Regions from separate parts of the Mus musculus genome. Here regions 1, 2 and 4 are each linked to region 3. Evidence: chromatin contacts called from public targeted proximity ligation data. All regions are on one chromosome and are shown on one strand. The core of a region is the stretch at or near the end of the contact, and the rest is flanking DNA. Distances in the headings are between cores, read along the strand shown.

Region 1 (3,565 bases), core at 787-3,286, 170 kb after region 3:
GCAGCACTCTGGACAGGGGCCACGGTCTCTATCAGCCACATCTGTGAGGTTGCCTCTTGGAATCCTTCTGATTGGAGTTCAAGAAGTGCCCCACCCATGGCTACACATTCCGGTTGCATGATGGCACCAAACTCCAACTCTTAACTCTGCAGCTTGTGAGCCCCTGTGGGAGCTCGGCACCTACTGGCTGAGATAGATATAGCAGAGGCCGAGGGCCAGCAATCCCCAACTGACGTGGAGGTTCCTGGCACTATTGCAGAGGTCCGTGTTGCAGCAGGAGGACTTGGAGTTGGCTGTGACATGATTAATGTCAGGGCAGGTATATGCACATGTTTTTGTCACAGTCGTTTGCTGACCTGGCGGTGCTGGAAACAGAGGGAAGAGGGTCATTTACTGAGTCCTGTAAAACCCACTCCTGGCCCCGTCAGCAAACCCAGGTCACCTGCAGCCTCCAGTTCAAAGGGTCAGACAGCCAGATGTCAGTAGGGTTAAACTCAGGAGGTAACCAGGTTCAGGGCTCAGGATGTGGCCAGGATTAAGGCTTAGTATGTAACCAGGGTCAGGGCTCAGAGTCATGAAGATCCAGGCTCAGAGTGTGACCAGGATCAAGGTTCAGAGTATGATGAGAATTGACTCAACGTGGGACCCGGGATCAGGGCTCAGGAATATGACTAGGGTTACCCACTCCCCTACCTCCTCCTTTCCTTTTTGAGTAGCTAGCGCTCTTGGCAACAGTTAGAATTGCATGCTATATGTGCCTGTTCTGCACACAGTAGCCCATTTGGAAATGGGTTTTCCACTCTTTCTAAGCCAGCAGTGTTGGGTTTCATTTTGCAGGGAGGACTGGGATACTCAAAACATTTTCCTGAACAGTTGCAGGAACCTCTCAGGGCCATATCTGCCCGGCTTCCCCAACTCTACTAGCAAGCTTTGCCTTAGCTGGTATCCCCAGGTATCAGATTCAGGTTCTGTCCCCTGACCCACCTACTTAGGACCAAGATACTCACTATACCAGTTGGTCAAGCAGTAGAGGCTCTGGCTGGAGCAAGTCTTAGGCTTGTAGCAGTCCTCTATACCACTGCATTCATGACACTTCAACGCCTGGGCTGGAGAGACACAGCTGGGGTCAGAGACAGAGGCACTCGATAACCACACCAGACAGCACAGGACCCAGCTCTGAGGAAACACTGACCACCAAGTAGCCCATCCTGTTCTCCAGCCACCCACATGGACAGCCTCCCTCCCAGCAACCAGACTGAGGTGCCAGCACATAGGGCCCTGACTCTGGGACAGAAAACCAAGACTCTGAGCAAACAGCAGTCCATGCTGCTGGCCATATGTCACAGAATGTCACCAGGCAAATGATGCTAATTCCACAAGACTTTGCAAAAGAGACAGCAAGTCTAGCAGGACGGCTAGGCTTAATGGAAAAGGTGAGTAGGGGGACCAGTGAATAGAGGCACTTGTTGCCAAGCTTGAAGACCTGAGTTCAAATCTCCAAAATCCACAGTGGAAGAGAATTGGTTCCAACAGGCTGCCTTCTGACTTCCACATGCACACTTTGACATGATCACATGTATACACACACACACACAAAAGGGAAGAGGGAGGAGAAGGGGAGAGGGATGGAGATGGAGGGGAGAGGGATGGGGATGGAAGGGGAGGGGAGAGGGACGGGGGGGGGGGAGAGGGATGGGGAGGGGAGGAGGAAAGAGAATGTTAATATACTATAAGAATTTTAAGGTGAGTGGAGGTACCCATGAAATGACTCTGTGTCTAGACTGTGGGGCCTCCAGCAAGTCCGGTGCCCTATGCCAACACCTCCTCTGGACAGCAGGACCGCATCATCTGGGGGAGGGGGGTGCAGATCCAGCCAGGTCACCCCACACCTCAGGATGCCAACCAAGGACAGGATGCTAGACAGGGGTTCCCACTTCCTTGCTTACCAGAGGATCCCAGCAGAATCAGGGGCAACAACCAAAGCAGGTGAGTCCTCATCTTGGGCAATGAGAGCAAGCAGAGCTCGTGTCTCTGTCCAGCTAGCACTGGACCAGCCTGTCTTTATATCCCTCTTGCTCTGTGGGTGGGGCCTTGGTCCGTCTCTCACTCCTGACTACCTACATGTGTCATCTCTGGGTGTGTGGTTGGGAGGTAAATACCTCCAAGAATTCTTTATCCAGCGCTCCAAACCCTCTCCCGTACCCATCCTCCCTTTCCCCTGCTCCCTACAAAGCCCCCAACCCTGACTCCAGTCAGCTGCACAGCGCTGACTCTAACCAGGCCTTCACTGAGGAACCATTGTCTGCTCTTTGCCCATCTTTTTAAAAAAAAGTACCAGGCACGGTTGAAACACACCAGCAAAAGAATCCCAGATCAGAGAGCCCATAAGGGGGCATCCTCTCAAAGCTCCACTCCTTGGTGTATAGATGCCATTTCCCCCTCATGTCCCCAAGGCCTCTTTGGGTCCCTCAGCTCCTCCAACAAGCCCAGTGAGGTTACTCTCCATGGCCTGTGAGGAGATAGAAAAGGAATCAATAATGATATTCATTCAATAAACAGAAAAGAAAGGAGACACCATGGAGAATCATGGGTTGGGGATGCTTGGCGTTGGTGGGCTGGGGATGCTGGGGGTCATCAGGCTGGGATGCTGAGCTTTGGTGAGATGAAGATATTGGGGTCCAATAAATTGGGGATACTGGACATCAGTTAGTTGGGGAGTTAAAAGCAGCATACTGGGATTGTGGGAGACAAGGGGTCGGAAGGGGGTCAGTGACCACTGGCTGACCATTGATTGAACAGGACTCAGCTCTGTAAAGATATTTAAGCATCCCAAGTGTAGAAATTGGTCTTTCTTCCCAACTTAAAGCATTCTAGGTATCCATTGTGTCTCCATATTATAACAAAGAAAGGGGAAACAGCCAGGTCACAATGAAGTTTAGGGCTTCTCACCCCCTGGATGCTGTGTCTGCCTGTTACTAACAATTTTTTCCATGGCAGACTTGAGGCTCCAAGATAAAGAAAGCACCCTTCTGTGCCACATGCTCCTGTCTGGCTCCGCTATGCACAGTGACAGCTATCACTCTCCTGAGGACCAAGCAATATTTAGACAGGCTAGTAACCATACCCATCCTAGACTGTCATAGGCAGACACATTGGTCAGGACTCAGGAAACACCAGTGTCAGGGTCACATCCCACCCATACCTCCACCATCAACAGGCACAGCAACCTTCTGCACTGGGGCAGCATTCAAGCACACAGGGAAGTGGCAGACCCCTTAGCAATTCCCAGACAAAACAGTCTGCAGTTGAAAGCTGTGTGACCTCTGCCACTCTGCTGTCACGTTTACCTTCTCTAAACTAATGAGGAGTCAGGGGTCAGCCCAATGAGGCACAAGTTTCCTGATAAGGATCTTGGGCAACACCTTGACCAGTCATAGCTGCCAGTCTAGAAAGCCTGTTTGTTGTCTTGGTCCTCTAGACAACCTTCCCAGAACAGTAGAAAGTCATAATATCTGCAGAACATTGGGAGCTGTGTACATTCCGAGCCTAGAACATACAGGTACAC
Region 2 (3,545 bases), core at 844-3,343, 210 kb after region 3:
AGCTCCTATTGGTTATCTGCTACCCAGTCTTAAAGACTGAAGACTGGGCAAACTGGTGTCAGGAATGGTGTGGGGCTGTGACAGATGTTGCATACGTGGGAACAAGATGATGGACAGACTAGAATTCTGAGCAACAGCAGTAATCCCATCCTTCTGGAGATTGAGGCAGGAGGATGCTCAGCTTGAGGTCAGCCTGAGCAATAGAATGAATTCAGGGAGACAGAGTTAAAGGCAGAGACAGAGAGTTTTAATCTCTGTCTCTTTAGTCCATGAAACATATTAAAGTAGTAAGGCAGACTATTGAAGACCATCCTAACAAGTGCCCACCCTTGTGGGATTGTAGGTGGGGTATTGGTCTCAATTCTCAATTCAACATGAACTAATAGTGGTTTAGAGCCAAGGGATAGAAGACTTGGTGGATGAAAAACCTAAAAAAGAAAACATCAGAATGCAGAGGACACTGGCAAGCCAGGGTCCCTAGATGTCACCTGAAGGATGCAGATGAGGAACCTGCTCAGATATGGTGTGGAGTCTCTTTTTTTTTAAGATTTATTTATTTATTATATGTAAGTACACTGTAGCTGTCTTCAGACACTCCAGAAGAGGGAGTCAGATCTCGTTACGGATGGTTTTGAGCCACCATGTGGTTGCTGGGATTTGAACTCCAGACCTTTGGAAGAGCAGTCGGGTGCTCTTACCCACTGAGCCATCTCACCAGCCCAGGTGTGGAGTCTCTTAATAAACTTACATAGCAGAGTCCAGAGGAAGAACCCAAAAGAGCCCAGGTTTCCGAGCCAAACTATAATATATGGTTAAACCATGAGTCTTTGTCACCTTAAAGGTGATTCCTGTAAGGACTCAGCAAGAAAGGAGACAGAGATCATGGCATGGCCATGGTTGCATGGCTGGGAAATGTCAGCCAATCCTCTGAGGAGCTGCAGAGTGAAGGGGGACGCGGCTGGGAACTGGAGGAGCCACTGCCCTCATTAGAACGTGGAGAAGAGCTTGGTCTAACTCTGTTCCTATCCCAATATTTTTAGAACTTGCAAGTGAAGAATTAGATATTCAGCTGAAGGCATAACTGAGCACTGTGTGGCAGGCATGGACTGATGCTTTTGAAAGCTTAGAGCAGACTGGAGAAAGAAAAAAAAAAGGATTCCAAAGTAGAATTTTTAATCAAAAGAAGAGAAGTGTAAAAATGTACAAAATTCTCCACCTACTCATTAAAGAAATGGGAAAAGTTGCTCAGGGAGAGCAAAAGTGTGGAGCCCGATGGTCTTGCTACAGTCAGGAACCATCCATTCCCAAGAAGGAAGAATGATCACAAAAGTATCGGCAAGATCACCCAACAGCCCCTCTGTCACAGGCCTGCAGTTTCCGGGGGCCTTAGAGACAAATTTATTTCAGGTGTTGGGGAGGGAAGGGAACAGGGGTGCTGTCGCTTGCTCAATCCCATATCACACAGCTAGCTTCCCACTCCACCACTTCACTCCTCAGCGGCCTATGTAGTCTTCCCCAAGCCTCAGTGCTATAATGGCATAGCTGTATGTCTGCCTACACTGCAGAGGGTCCCTGTGAGCTTTTAAAGCTAGGCAGACCCACTGTGGGAACCAGTCCAGATTGTCCCAGATACTACAGTTCCCCACAGAACTGGACGGGGCTGTGTGTCTTGCTCCTTACACAATACCTGAATGTGGACAGCGTGGTCCTCAGGCATGGATAGACCTGCTGAAGGCACACCCTCCCCCACTGGGGGCCATGCAGCAAGATCACGGACAGAATTCTTGGAAACATCCCGGACACCTTCCCTTGCCTCAGACTTCAACAATCCTACAATAATCACAACAGGATACTGGTATACCAAGCCTGCTGCCCAGTTTCGTGCTTCACCGGGAAGAGATCCAAGGCTGAGTAAAACAAAGTAAGCTCGGTGTTACACCCTTTAGGAATTTCAGGTCCATTTTATCTGCCAATTAAAAAGTTTAAAGATGGGGGGTCGGGCAGGGCTCGTGGATCCCAGACACAGTAGACAGCAACAGGCACAGGGAAAGTACCTACCAAGCAGCCAGGGGATTCCAAAACTGAAACCCAGTCCTCTGAGAGGTCTTGGGTTTTTTTTTTTTTTTAAGTGGTTTTGGTGGTACAGAGTGGAGGCATATTCTACAACACTGCCACTTCTCGTTTTCTTTCTGCCTCCTTCTCCGTAGTGTTCTCGGAGCTGAGTGGAGTGCTCAGCACTTACTTGCTACCAGCACTTCAACCCGTTAGGACTGTGCTGCTCTGGGGAATGGAGGTTTTGATCAACAGCCCCTGGGCTGAGGGGAAACCCTTCCTCCATTTCCTACCTCTAGCCAGAGCTTGACTGAGATCCTGTGTATGGCAGGCCAGACTCCTGCAACACCCCCCAACTTCTTACACAAAGTTTCCCTTTGTTATTGTTATCATGAGTTTTGAGTGCTTTTAAGGGCCTTATGGGGCTAAAAGAGTGGATCAGCAGTCAAAGAGCTCTGGACGCTCTTCCAGAGGACCTGACTCTGATTCCCGGCACCCACATGACGGCTCACAACCCTCCTGTTCCAGGAGATCCAACGCTTTCCTCTGACCGGTGTTGGATACAGCATGTATGTGGTGCACAAGCCATACATGCAGGCAAAACACCCATACACATAAAGATAAAAATGGAACATTTTTAGCTGTAGCCCAGTGGCTGAGCACTTGCCTAGCGTGTTCTAGTATCTGACTATAGACACAACACCTCAGAAGAGAGGAGAAGACTGGGGTGGGGAGAAGGGAGCTACTTCTCTTGACAGCTTTTTGCCCAAAATAACAGCCTCAAGATTCCCTCTTACTGGCCCTTGGTCCTGTGAAGGCTCTATGCCCCAGTATAGGGGAATGCTAGGACCAGGAATGGGAGTGGGTGGGCTGGGGAGCAGGGGGGAGGGGATAGGGGATTTTCTGAGGGGAAACTAGGAAAGGGGATAACATTTGAAATGTAAACAAAGAAAATATCTAATTAAAAAAAAGATTCCCTCTTACTTTCTAATTCAAATGACATTTTAAAAATGCTGCAGGCAAGATAATACCCATAGTTCCCTTGGTTCCTCTGCCCTCTACTGGTGAGGTCTCACCCTTGAAAACTTTCCCTTCCCACCAAAGTCTGAGTGTGCACACAGGACACTCCCACAGGAACGGGCGTGTGCATTCTGGTCTCCCCCAGCAGGAGGGGAATCCTGTTGGTCTGCATGGGATAGAGTGGTGACTTCACAGACAAATCCCTGTTCTAAAAATGTGATGAGGCCAAGAAAGAGAGAAAGCCAACAAAGCGGCTGGAGGTGCCCTTGCTGGCTGAGCACGGCCTGCAGGGAGGGGCCCACGGGTTCCAATCACACCCGGTAGAGCCCATGTTGCAAGTGATGGGGCCCTATCCCTGCTGCCTTAGTTAGGGTTACTTTCCCTGTGAGAAAGCACCATGACGAAAAGCAGCTTGGGGAAGGGAAAGTGAAGGGACTGAGGTAGCAGAATAAGCTCCATTTTGTTGAAGACTC
Region 3 (3,223 bases), core at 537-3,036:
TAGCACCACTCGCTTCCGCTTCTCCCCCTTGCCCTTGGCTGCAGCCTGCTTGGAGGCCATGAGGAAGCAGCCGGAGCCAGGCTGCCCCTGTCCTTACTTGGTTATGTTTCTCTCTGGCTCTTGGGGCCACGGTTTCTCCCTCTCTTCTCTACCTGCCCCAGGAACTGATCCCAGGCTTAAGTCAAGTTCATTCTTGACTCTACCCTGTCTACAGCAGTCTCTTGCCTTAGTTTGCCTTCAGTATCAGGACTCTAGCATACTTAGGCCTCAGATCCTGGTAGTGCTGTTCTCTTCAGGGGAGGAGACAGGAGAGCTACCCTGGACTGCTGGGGTGCACCTGGAGCCTACGGCCTCCACACAGATGTCACAATGTGGCAGCTTTCCCCTTCAACTGTGTCCAGGTTTCAGGCTAATGAAGATTTGATGGCCCTAAGCTGGAGATACTCCTTGTGAGGATTCACAACGTTGCTTAACCCATACACTCCAGGAACTAGAAAAGCAGAGGAGAAAGAAAAATGTTACTAAGAGCAAGCACTCAAGATATGCTTAGATTTTAAACATCAGTGCCATTTGGCCTGTGTGTGTGTATGTGTGTGTGTGTTAACCAGCCCTTCCTTTCAGACGACACAGTAAGCAGCACCAGCAACCTTTAGAAATGTTCAGAAAAGGCTAAGAGTCACAATGCATAACTAACGCCTTCTCTCTCCCTGTAAATCTTATCTGGAATGCTCCTCCCAATCGAGCATTCGATAAGTCAGAAGGCCACAGAGTTACTTCCACAAGCAGTATAAAAGTGCACCCCAGACCACAACATAAGACACACGAGTCATTTATTCAAATGAAGTTCCAAAGATAGGCAGGGAATACAGCTTGCCACCGGCCAGCTGTGTAACTCTATTCCCTTAAGTCAGTCTCCTGGTCTGCAGAACTCAGTGCTGGTCCCCAAGGCTCTCCTCTGCTAGTTAGATCGAGGATAGTGTGCATACCACTGGCACACAGTATTTGTTGTGGGCACTTCACTGTGGAGCAGAGGGAAATCAAGGCCAGAGTCTACTCTCAGGGGTAATGTTTAACCCAGGCAGCCGAGGAATTCCTCAGCAACTTAGGCTACCGGGAGGCTCAACTTATGATGGCTTAGTGCCTGCCCTGCAGATGTGTTGAGAGTGGTTTAGTGACTGAAGACACCCACTTCAGAAATGAAATTTTTGCCAAGCTCCATGTAGTGGTCCAAGCCTACCATCTCAGCACTTGAGAGACTGAGGCAGAATGGCTTTGAGTACAGTGCCAGCCTGGGCTACCCAGTAAGTGCTAATGTAGGGGGAAAGGGGAAAGAGGAAATTTGAATTTGGTACCACTCTTAGAACCTCTTAAACGTGACTGCAGAGATCCAGGAGGCTTCTACCTTGGGAAGAACTGTTCCAAGGGAACACTGATAACCAAGGACCACTTGAACAGAAGCTTAAAGGACCTTTTCTGGAGCGGGAGTATAAAGTGGGAGAAGCTCCTAAGAGGAGAGGCAAATTTCTTCCCGCAGGTCCTGAGACGTCTGGGGAATGGATGGAAGAAACAGCCTGCAACCTAGCTGCAGCCCAGACGACACACGGGGGAAAAAAAACAAAAAACAAAAAACTCAAAACACAGGCAAGAAACGAATGAAGGGGTCCGGGGAGAGCCAGGAATAACCGAGCTTGCCCGGTCTGCGGACTGGTGAAGCGCCTGGGAGCCGAGGGGACCTGAGAAGGGATGCTCGAGTCCCGAATGCGACTCGATTCCCGAGCGCAGAAACAACGATGATCGTCCGGCTCTGGGATGAGCCTCCAAGTCAGTCGGCGGAGGCGGCGGCCCAGCCCCGCACGGCCCAGCCCCACTCACCTGCGGACCCCGTGCCGCCGCTACCGGCCGGAAACGCCAGCCACGCAGCTCTCCACCGGCCCGCTCTTCTCGGCCTTCCCCGACCCACTTCCGGGGGACGCTCTAGACCACCGGGAGACTTCTGTCTCGGTGGTGTCTAGGTCGCTAAGGGGCGACCAAGCAAGGAAGCGGTCCGGGCCCAGCGGCTCAGCCTCCGGTAGAACAACAAAAGCCACAGGGCGCTTCGCGTTTCCTGAGGAACGGAATCTTCGAGCGGAGCGTCCGATCCTGGGAGCCATGGCCCGGAGAGCACGGACGGAAGGCTGGGTCCAACGCCACCTTGCGGTGGGAGGTACCCAAGGCCCGCCGGTTGCCAGGACCCCCTTTCCATCCTTGTGGACCCTTCTTTTAGCTAGGATTCAAAACGTGTCCAATTTAGACGATGCTGATGATGAGATTTGAATCGTAGTATATAGCGTAGAGGCTTTGAGAGGCATTGAGATGAAATGAACCATTTTGTATGTTGAACATACCTGAATTCGATCAGTTGTGTGGGTGCCCAGTCTCTAGATCCCTGAACCTGCGAGTTCAAGAGCTGAAAGGAACTTGGCAGGCATAACCAAAAGAAAGTCGTCGAAGTATAAAGTTTATTCTGATTGTCTGTAAGCACAACGGTTCGTTGTTAAAGGATCGAGTGAGAGAAGACACTCCAAAGGAAGGCTATGAACTGACAACAGAGCCTGAGCCTTGTGCTTTGAAGATGGAGGAAGACTACCATTCAAGAAGTGCAAGTGGTTTACAGGAGCTCCAAAAGGCGGGGAAACTTCGGACTACAGACCTGTTGGCACCCTGATCTCAGTACCCTGGGTCCTCAGAAGTGGGAGAAAACATAATTGTGTTGTTTTGGGACCTCCACACGGGGGTGATTAGTCACAGCTCCATAGAAACACAGATTGTGGAAACTTGTTCCTCCTTAATTCACACCCTTGCCTGAGTACCCAGGACCCGTCTGCCTGTTCTTCCCCACCCTCTCTTGTTAAATCTCTTGCTCTCTCCATTCAAATTCCCCAGGGATCTCCAGTACAAGATTTTTAATAATACCAAGGAAGGCTGGGTGGCTCCCAAATCCATGTCTCCTTCCAGAATCTCCTCTCTGATGTCGAAACTTCTGTCTCTTCCCAGGACCTGGACATAACATGCACCTTGAACACAGTGTTTCTGAAATGAAGATGGGAGCCTTGTGATTGGCCTGGTGCTACCCATGGTTTTTCCTGGCAGTTCCACCATCCCACTCACCCTGAACTCTTCCTCATGCCCCACACCCATTCCACCACATCTGATTGGCCTTGCCCCCAGAATCTATTTTTTTGGA
Region 4 (3,619 bases), core at 936-3,435, 180 kb before region 3:
CTGCCACTGGCTCACTGCCCTGGACGGCCCTGCCTGCTGCCGGACCCTGGCATGTCAAGGCCTGGCCTGCACTTGCCTGCCCAGCCCGCGGAACCCCAGCGGCCCCGCGAGCTAGGATGAGGGGCCAGGCTGCTGCCCCGGGCCCCATCTGGATCCTTGCTCCACTCCTGCTGTTACTATTGCTATTGGGGCGCTGGGCGCGCGCTGCCTCTGGGGCAGACATAGGGCCTGGGACAGAGCAGTGCACCACGTTGGTGCAGGGAAAGTTCTTCGGCTACTTCTCGGCGGCTGCTGTATTTCCGGCCAACGCCTCACGCTGCTCTTGGACCCTTCGCAACCCGGACCCTCGTCGTTACACGCTCTACATGAAGGTGGCCAAGGCACCTGCACCCTGCAGCGGCCCCGGCCGAGTTCGTACCTACCAGTTCGACTCTTTCTTGGAGTCTACACGCACCTACCTGGGTGTGGAGAGCTTTGACGAAGTTCTGCGGCTCTGCGATTCCTCTGCACCCCTCGCCTTTCTACAGGCCAGCAAACAGTTTCTACAGATGCAACGCCAACAGCCACCCCAAGACGGTGACCTCGGACCCCAGGGCGAGTTCCCCAGCTCTAGTGACGACTTCTCCGTGGAGTACCTGGTGGTGGGCAATCGCAACCCCAGCCATGCTGCCTGTCAGATGCTGTGTCGCTGGCTGGATGCCTGTCTAGCCGGCAGCCGCAGCTCACACCCCTGTGGCATCATGCAGACTCCCTGCGCCTGCCTGGGTGGAGATGTTGGAGACCCTGCTTCCAGCCCCTTGGTCCCCCGTGGGGACGTCTGCTTGAGGGACGGCGTAGCTGGTGGCCCTGAGAACTGCCTCACCAGCCTGACCCAGGACCGGGGTGGGCACGGCTCAGCAGGTGAGTGGAATCCAGAGAACCTTGTACAGTTCTGCAGCAGATGAAATGAGAGCGTGAGGGAGAGTGCAGTCCCCGAGGCTGGGGTCTGTTCGGGGCAACTCTTTTGTCATCCGGGTTGAGAGACCATGTGTAGAATTCAAATTGCCAATGGCTCTTCGTTCCCAGGATAGAAAGCCCAGCCCACATAGGGCGTGGCATGTGAGTGAGGGAGGGAAGAAAGGATCCGTAGCCAGTTTCCTCAAGCCACTTCCTCGGTTTAAATCTTCCACATGGGAGCACACTAATCTTCAACAACGACATTTTCCAGCATCCCTAGGGTACAGTACCTGGTGTCTGGGGACTAAAGTGGAGGTCAGCACCTCCCCAGGGTGGCGCATGGGAGCACGCATAGACAGAGTACTCACAGGGCTGTTGCCAGGAGGTAAGGTTTTGGGGCTCAGTGTAGCATGTCTATAGCAGCTGCCACTGAGGTGTGATAGTGAGAGCAGGGACACAATGCCATCCTTGGCCAGTGACCACAGGAAGAAGACACACTACCCAACAGTATGTAGCCATCCCAGGCAGAACCAGGGTATCAAGGACACCCAGAAACCCAGTGTTGAGAAAACCATTACCTTTACTCATGGGCTGGAGACCTGAGGACAATGGCCTCAGGATGGCAGGGTCCAGGCCTGATGGGGATGCAAGGGGTTGATGACTGGTCATGGTGCTAACAGTGTATCTTTATGAGTGTCGTATCTGTAACAAGAGGTAGGCCCTGCCTGCTGTGTGACCTGGAGGATAGCAGAGGTAGGGCTGTCCAAGATTTGAGCTGGAGAAACGAGCTGAGTCAACATCAAGGGGACATTGGGGAATAGGAAGACAAGTCTATTCATTGATGGTGTGTAGGGCCAAGGCAAGGCCTGACTGAGAACCTGATGCCAGGAGATCTAGAGTGAAATGCTGACGCCCGTAGGGCATCCCTCAGCCTTAAGCGTTTCAGAGGCCACAAGGCCATTCAGGCTGCAAAGGAATTTTCTAACCCCAGGCACATTTCTGGTCAAGGCCCTATGACAGGTCCCAGGTCTGGATCTCTGTGAGACCTAGGCTGAGGCGACCTCTTCAGGGTCCTCAGACGAAATTCTGAACATTCTGTCATTGTGATGGGAAGAAAGGGTGGAGGACCAGCCTTCCTGCCGTTTAGGCTGGAGGTCATTGTGACCTTGACAAAGGCGGGTTTCATTGTGTGACAGGAATGGGAGTGAGACCAAAGGGAACCCTGGAAGAATAGAGAGATGGGGTGGGAAGATGCAGGAGGATGGGGCCAGCTGTCACAAGCAGACCTGGCCATGTACCATACTCTGCCACTCCCCATCATTTAACCACCGTGAGCATTGGTTCCTACATCTGCAAAACAATTCTTGGGGTTGCATCACCACTTGATTTTTATTTGTTTCTGACTGGGGCCACAGTCACACCCCCTGGGCAGCAGCCTGACCTCAGTGGAATACTGGGGCAGCTACTGTGCCAGGGAGCTGCTGGATGTTGCTCTAAACCCCTTGGCCCAGCTGCCAGCAGCCAAGGCCTTCAGGGCTGGCATGATAGATGCTGGAGGCACCAAATGGAGGTGCTTGTGTGCTATGGGGCCGGGGGCAGTGTGTAGCTGCATTTATTTCCTGAGGAATGAGTATGTGAATGCCTTTGCTGCGGGAGCCGTGAAGTGGCCAGGTTTCTCTGTGGAGTGTTTACATGACCTTGAGAACAGAAGGACTTTGGGAGGGCTTGGTGCAAAGGAGTGAGGTACCGGGACTCCTCACAGGAGCCTGGATGGGGAGGTGGCTGGTGTTGGCCTGGTCATTTGCAGTGGGAAGGAGGAGGGAGGAGGAGGAGGAGAGGTTTGGTGCAACTGATGGACTGTGGATAAAAGGGTGTGGAGGCAGGAAGAGCAAGCCTGGCCCCATCAGGAATGAGGACATCCATGTGGGACAGAGGAAGCAGGACTGCAGATGCAGCTTAAGGACGATTCTAAGGGCAGAGTAGAACTCGAGGCTGAGACGTGTGTGACCCAGGTCGTAGGGTATGTGAGCATAGCCCTGGCCCCTGGTGAATGTGTACAGGCCCAGGCTAGAACATCGGCCTTGGAACCCCACTTTGGAGTCTTGGGTCTGACCCTGGCTCACCTGTGTTTCTAGGCCAGCCCAGCCCCTCAGTTCTCCTCTCTGGGGGCCTGAGAATGCCTTCTTCTGTCTCTGTGAGGGTAAGAGTGGGGTGAAGCAGCCAATGGCGAAGGGTTGGTGTTCTTGTTTATTGCTAGGCCCACTCTGGGGACCTAGGAGCAGAGGCAGACAGAGGCAGGGGTGTGTTCAGGTTGAACTTGGGCAGTTTGAGCATCAGGTCAGTATATGGATTCTGACAGTGTTGGCAGGTAGTACTCAGAGGCAAGTGGGAGGAGGTGTGTGTGCATGAATGTACATATATGAATTGTACATGTGTGTATGGTAGGGTGTACTTTGTGCACACATATGTACATGCATACATATGTGTATGGTGGCTACACCCATATATGAATACATATATAGTGTATTTTGCACATATGTGTTCATGTAATCACATGTTCACATGTATAACACATGAAAACCCAGTGGGTATACCGGTTTGATTATTGTGTTTGCAGTGTCTTGCATTTATATATGTATACTCTCATGTATGTATGCCAGCATTGTGTGAGCCCACATATGTC

What was found.
Region 1: a targeted proximity ligation map of trophoblast stem cells shows a contact between it and region 3, with 7 times the contacts expected there. A contact is called at or near these places in 8 of 39 promoter capture datasets (the C10 cell line, cranial neural crest, frontonasal cranial neural crest and 5 more), 2 of 130 datasets of targeted methods (the SCID.adh cell line and trophoblast stem cells) and 1 of 9 other capture datasets (liver).
Region 2: a contact with region 3 is called in a targeted proximity ligation map of the SCID.adh cell line, with 13 read pairs. A contact is called at or near these places in 2 of 39 promoter capture datasets (the C10 cell line and pre-B cells), 6 of 130 datasets of targeted methods (CD8 T cells, the SCID.adh cell line, acute myeloid leukemia and 3 more) and 2 of 9 other capture datasets (liver and pancreatic islet).
Region 4: a contact with region 3 is called in a targeted proximity ligation map of embryonic stem cells, with 10 times the contacts expected there. A contact is called at or near these places in 6 of 39 promoter capture datasets (cranial neural crest, hippocampal neurons, maxillary cranial neural crest and 3 more), 13 of 484 Hi-C or Micro-C datasets (the N1E-115 cell line, cerebellar granule neurons, cerebral cortex and 3 more), 10 of 130 datasets of targeted methods (embryonic stem cells, pancreatic cancer cells and stem cell-derived neural progenitor cells) and 1 of 9 other capture datasets (liver).

The regions. Positions count from the first base shown.
Region 1 is chr15:74,879,668-74,883,232 of GRCm38.p6, forward strand. It overlaps Ly6m (lymphocyte antigen 6 complex, locus M), which reads right to left and starts at 2,037. Exons shown (of 3, transcript NM_025929.2): 1 at 1,947-2,037; 2 at 1,008-1,106; 3 at 1-365. The coding sequence starts at 1,998. The coding sequence ends at 181.
Region 2 is chr15:74,916,523-74,920,067 of GRCm38.p6, forward strand. No RefSeq gene overlaps it. Among named protein-coding and RNA genes, the nearest start is that of Gm39556, 8.2 kb to the right of the region's middle.
Region 3 is chr15:74,707,375-74,710,597 of GRCm38.p6, forward strand. 4933427E11Rik (RIKEN cDNA 4933427E11 gene) reads left to right here and starts at 1,787. Exons shown (of 1, transcript NR_033197.1): 1 at 1,787-3,000. It overlaps Jrk (jerky), which reads right to left and starts at 1,948. Exons shown (of 2, transcript NM_008415.6): 1 at 1,873-1,948; 2 at 1-490. The coding sequence starts at 60.
Region 4 is chr15:74,529,041-74,532,659 of GRCm38.p6, forward strand. It overlaps Adgrb1 (adhesion G protein-coupled receptor B1), which reads left to right. Exons shown (of 31, transcript NM_174991.3): 2 at 1-900. The coding sequence starts at 117. Among named protein-coding and RNA genes, the nearest start is that of Adgrb1, 15 kb to the left of the region's middle.